Linked DNA regions of Lactuca sativa: region 2 is linked to region 1. Evidence: chromatin contacts called from public Hi-C data. All regions are on one chromosome and are shown on one strand. Each heading gives the region's core, a stretch centred on a gene start, on an enhancer-like site or on the middle of the called end of the contact. The rest is flanking DNA. Distances are from core to core; before and after follow the strand shown. Region 1 holds the start of LOC111876445 (RING-H2 finger protein ATL46). Region 2 holds the start of LOC111876444 (benzaldehyde dehydrogenase, mitochondrial).

The links. A called contact is a pair of places that touch in the nucleus more often than the background predicts.
Region 2: a Hi-C map of bud shows a contact between it and region 1, with 7 times the contacts expected there. The contact joins the promoter of LOC111876444 here to the promoter of LOC111876445 in region 1. A contact is called at or near these places in 2 of 4 Hi-C or Micro-C datasets (bud and leaf).

Annotation. Positions count from the first base shown.
Region 1 is chr2:185,272,282-185,275,244 of Lsat_Salinas_v11, reverse strand. It overlaps LOC111876445 (RING-H2 finger protein ATL46), which reads left to right and starts at 1,504. Exons shown (of 1, transcript XM_023872972.3): 1 at 1,504-2,963. The coding sequence starts at 1,947.
Region 2 is chr2:185,405,119-185,408,081 of Lsat_Salinas_v11, reverse strand. LOC111876444 (benzaldehyde dehydrogenase, mitochondrial) reads right to left here and starts at 1,480. Exons shown (of 11, transcript XM_023872968.2): 1 at 1,343-1,480; 2 at 1,120-1,188; 3 at 610-744; 4 at 380-522; 5 at 141-294; 6 at 1-39. The coding sequence starts at 1,186.

The sequences.
Region 1 (2,963 bases), core at 255-2,754:
GACGACTGCCATGTCGTGACAGACAAGATGTCACGTCGTGAGGCACAAAGTCATCTACGATCTTTCTTGGCCATGTCACATCGTGAGGATGCATATCCCACGTTGTGGCCAATAAAACTTCATAAATAATTTGAATTAATTATACCTGGAATTTTGGATGTTACAAAACCGTGTTCCCTCTTATATGCCAAATACGTTATACTAACAACTTCTTTCGACAAGCTGTGTTGTGAAATCACAAACGGGCTTAGGAGTTTAAAAAAGACATGATACTACACGAAATGAAAAACAAAAAACTTTCAATTATATATAATGAAATACAATAGATATAAAGCATAAAAGCTAAACCTAACCAAAACAAAATACATTGCACTTTAAAATATAAATCTTAAACCCTAAACCTCCAACTAACAAATAGACATTTTCTAAGAGTCATTATATGCACACATTTTACGCTAAATCCTAGCAGAATAGTTATTAACCGATGTGATGTAAATGTGTCATTAGTGTCTTTATTAGGGCACATTTTATCCTAGGCTATCACATCCCCCATAGGTTTCTTACTATGTTCACTAGGTCTAAAATTCAGGAAATTGTAAAAAGCACCATTGACAAATGACAATGAAACTTTTTTAGATTCTTTCCTCGTAAGCGTCAATTTTGTAGATTATTCTTCGAGTATTACTGGCATGTACAAACACAATGAAAGAATACACATGAAAACATATGACCCTAAACCCCAAAATCAGAAATACGCAGGACTTGTCCGAAAACGAAACTAGGAAATGCCACAATATGGGAACATCCGGCTCAAGAATGAATTTTTTGTGTAACCCCATGAAATATAACTAGAAGAGAAACAAAACATTGTATAAATATTAACAAGTAGATTCGGAAATCCGAAAAACATTTTCGAAACCAATTGTCGAAATGCTACAATTTGGAGGCATCATACTAACGAATGACTTTTTTTCCGTAAAGTATAACCCCCATGAAAATATCAAACATTATAAATATATGATGTCATTTTTTGAGTAGAAATGTTACATCGTAGCATTCCGGGCTCAAAATCCTAAGAACATTCGTGGAATGCAAGATTTACATCACAAAAACTCAAAAATTTACCAAAGCCGAAATACATTATGATATAAAAGGCATGAGAAAAATGTCTTTTCGTTGCAAAATGACAATACTAAACATCTACGAGGCACTAATCGACACAAAATTTTTTTAAGTGTAAGTTACAAATGAAATGAGACTTTTCCGACATCCATAATGAACATAGTTTGGACATCGTAGTCATTTCAACAAATGCAAAAAAATTGGATCAATTACCTATATTACACAAAAAACATGTGATCCTTGTTATGATAGTGTATAACAAGATTATGATCCTTAAAAAAAATTATAATTAAAACACTTGCTTAAAAAAATGTCACTTTAGTTTCAAACCCGTGTTGCTACTTGTGCCCATAAATCGCGTGGCATCATCTCTCACTCAAATCTTTAATTTTCGCTTTCTTCATCAATTGGTTCTTTCCGTTGGTGTCACTGCCACCCTTTGGATCTTCCTTTGCTTCCCCAATATATAATGCATAGCATACATTCACTTCTCTTTACGACTTTACCAAATATATCATAAACCTTTCTGTCCTTTCTTTATCTCCTGTAATTTTTGATTTTGTTATGTAAAAACCGGTTTTACTTCTCCAAGATTTCATAACCTCCCCTTAGAAGACATCTTCTTGTTAGGGGGACATTGATTTTGTTATTATGCATCATGTTCAACACAAAGTTCTTGGTAGATACATGTTCTGCTTATTTATGAGAACGAAGGTTATATCTTTCTGGATTTTAGCTTAATATGAGTGGAGTTTTGATAGATTTTACAGTAAAAAACATGGGTTCCTAAATCCTAACTCCTAAGCATACCCAAATAAAAAAAAATGTCTTGGTTTGAATACGAAATCTACAAGAAACATGGTCTCCTGGAATCCCATCAACCCATATCATCTTTTTCACCTCCATTTAGTGTTACTATTCATAAAACATCAAACCCATCATCTTCTCCAGGTGTTAAGATCAGTCCAGTAATTCTTATCATCATCATAATCTTGGCTGTCTTGTTTTTCATATCTGGTTTGCTCCATTTGTTAGTGAGATTCTTGACAAAATACCATTCTTCAACCTCAATCACTTCTCTTCGATCTAACAGATACCCATCTACCCCTGATCATACACTACAAAGACAGCTTCAACAGCTCTTTCATTTGCATGATTCAGGCCTAGAACAATCCTTCATCGACACCTTACCAGTTTTCATGTACAAGGAAGTTGTAGGTGCTAATAACTCATCATTCGATTGTGCCGTTTGTTTGTCTGAGTTTTCCGAGATGGACAAATTAAGATTGCTTCCAACTTGCAGTCATGCTTTTCATATAAACTGCATCGATACATGGCTCCTATCCAATTCCACTTGTCCTCTTTGCAGAAACACACTTTTTAACCCTGGGTTCTCCATTGACAACCCGATTTTTGAATTTGATGAAATGAGGGAAGCAGATGAAACCGGTTTAGCGTCCGCCGCCGGTTCAAAAACAGTCCAAGAACATATCATCGCTGAAAAAGGGGTTTTTCTGGTGAGGCTTGGTAAGTTCAGGAAATTGATCGACGGAGGTGAGGTGGCCGGCGGCGAGACTAGTAGCAGTAATTTGGATGCGAGAAGATGTTATTCGATGGGTTCATATGAGTACGTCGTCGGTGATTCGAGCCTCCGGCTGGCTTTAAATCACAAAAAAGATAATCAAGATGAAAAAATCACGATTAGCGATGAAAGGGAAGGGAAGAAGATTAACGTTGGGGCAAAAACTGATAGTTATTCAGTTTCGAAGATCTGGTTATGGTCTAAAAAGGGGAAATTTGTGGGTTCTTCAGAGAATCAAATGCATAACCCATCTTCAGTT
Region 2 (2,963 bases), core at 231-2,730, 130 kb before region 1:
CAGCTTGAATTGTGAGGCCATGGATTTTATCAGCCCAACCTATGAAAATATCACAACAGAAACCAAGAAAGATGATAACTTTTAGAAATTTGAACATAGTTTATGTAATTAGATTCTGTTTTGAATCAGACACTGCTTACCAGCATAATACCGGAAAAGACGAATGAATAATGGTATTTCATCTCCAGCTGCCTGTTCATATGGCTTCCCGTTATCCCAAACTTCAAGAGCTGTTATTTCATCAGCATGTTGCTCAACCAAATCAGCAAAACGCAACAGTATTCTAGATCTTTCCTGGTAACATATATACAATATTCATTAGTTATTTATTATAAAAATGATGAAAAAGAATGAAGAAATAGTTAAATAGAAAGCTTACATAAGCTGTCATTCGAGGCCAGGGACCTTCATCAAAAGCTTTCCTTGCTGCAGACACTGCACGATTAACATCTTCTATATCGCCTTCAGCAACATTGGCAATCAATTGCCCTGTTCTGGGGTCTAAGGTTGGAAAAGTCTTCCCTGAGCCACAGATGGGTTGATATTAGTTCTTCAACATACTTGAGTTGTTAACAGTTACAAAAAGACGAACTGTATTGTAGAGCTTACCTGATGCTGCATCCACAAATTGACCATTGATGAGGAGCTTGGTGTATTCAACCTTGACAGGTGGAATTATTGGTTCTTCTAAAGCAACAGCCGTACTAAACCTACCGATGCCTCTGCCTCTCCCAGAGATGCGGTCTGATTCATCAGATTGATCATCAAAATGAGTTAGCCTCAATAACAATATGAAAATGGTAAGAATAGTCAACCCACTGAGGTACTTGTTTTGACTAGAAATCAAAAAGGCAATGATACCGACTTTTTGTTCAAGTTAACAGTTCAAAAGCACATTCACACAAACCTTTAGATTTACTGTTATTATCAAGTGCAAAGAAAATCTATTTATTAAGAAATTGTTGAGGTGAATCCATATATCAGTCCAAAAAATATGGAATCGAACAAAATCTTCGATTATAACAGTTTTGAGAAACTTAAAATGATCGCACGGTCTCAAGGAAAAAAGCATAATTGAGTAAGAATTTATGAGAAAAATCTAGAAACATTTCGTTTTACCTAACGATCGTAAGAGAGCAGGAGCGTAAGAAGAAGAAAGCAGCGACGACATTCTCCGAGCAGCCATTTCTGCAAAAAGTAAAGATCAGCGCTAGCAATGATATGTATATATAAACGTTAAGAGATCAAACTAAGTACGCTCCAAAAAGGTTTGTTTAGTTGAGAAATTGTGAAAGCTGATGCAGCATCAGGATAATCACGAAGAGACGATTCAACGGGTTACCTTAGAAAAAGTTGGAACAGCCAGCGTATCAAGTGCGACTCCTGTTTTCAGTCTATATCCTCACCAAACTAGTCATGAATAGACAGTAGGCTAATAAACACTACATACAAAAATAGATATAAATCATAAATGAACACTACCTACGGAATAAATAAATGAGATATCGACTTTTTTCTAAAAAATATATATCATAATATGTCGATGATATTGGAAATTTTGAATTTTTTTGATATTATACAATCCTATTAATTACGAGGAAAAATATGAAATAGAGCTTTTTCTAAAAAAAAAAAAAAAAAAAAATACCTCACAAAGTAACAGAAATAGTAAATTGTAACATTTATAGAAACAGACCCTGTAAAAAAGAGCTACAGATCTGGTCCTTGTTATTTAGAAAGTTACGTAAATGGTCCCTGGAAAAAAATTAAGAGTTACAAAAATAGTCCTTGTAAGAAATAGTTACAAAATGGTCTTTGTCAGAAGTACATACATAAATATCCTATGTAATAATGATATTACAAAAATGTTCCCCGTAGAACTGCAAGATTTCAGAAATAGGTCATGTAATATCAAAATTACAAAAATAGTCACGTATAATACGATACATTATAAATGAAAAGAGGCCCCGATATTACATAATAGGTCATTGTATAATAGCAACATTACATAAATTGATCTATAATATCAAAACTATAGAAATGGTCACTATGTAACACCAAATTTACAAAACGGTCCATGTGTAAGAAAAAACTACACTCATGTACCATGCATACTAATGAAATTATAGAAATTATCAATGTGTAACAAATATTACATAAATTATGTCTAAGTTATGTCTAAAATATAGGATTAGTAAAAAAAGCATTATAGAAAATGTGTTTAAAATATATGATTAATAAACTCTCCGCAACATGTGCGGCATCCCCACTAGTAACTATAGTTTTAAAGGAGGTGATAAATATGTTCTCTATTTATTCATTAAAGAAAATGTTTTTGATTTTTCTATTTTATATCATGATACTTTATTCTTTTATTTTAAGGGATATAAAATTCAAATCATGGTTTTTAAGTAAATAAATAATAAACATAAGTGGAAATATCACTTCTAATTTTTTAATCTCCTATAATGTCCAATATTTGCGAAGTACAAATTTTTGAAGATGGGTTTTGTTCGAATTAGTTCCTTATATTTAGGATGATGTTTTTTTCTCGACTTTTTCATGGATTCATAAATTTATTTTTCAAAATCATTATGTTTTGTTTGTTAGATAAATATGGGACCACTTCATATATATGTAATGTTATCATGAAATCTATTTATTATGGTAAGAATATAAATTGTTGATGGACCGATTTATAGAATATTTACTTACCATGTGGGTTGAGTTCCCGGTTTGACTCAAGATCCTCAAGATCTCTTCCATCTCTCACATTAGGGCTTATATCCATCTATAAATACATGTGATGAGGAGCAAATCAAAACACACGAAAATACACTAAGAAATCCGTATGGTTCATTGCTAGGGGATTTTAGAGAGAGCTCTTGAGATCAACTGGAAAGCTCTTCCTAGTCTCTAGATCCGAAAATCTCAATGGAACAAGGTATCTAATCATTCTTTCA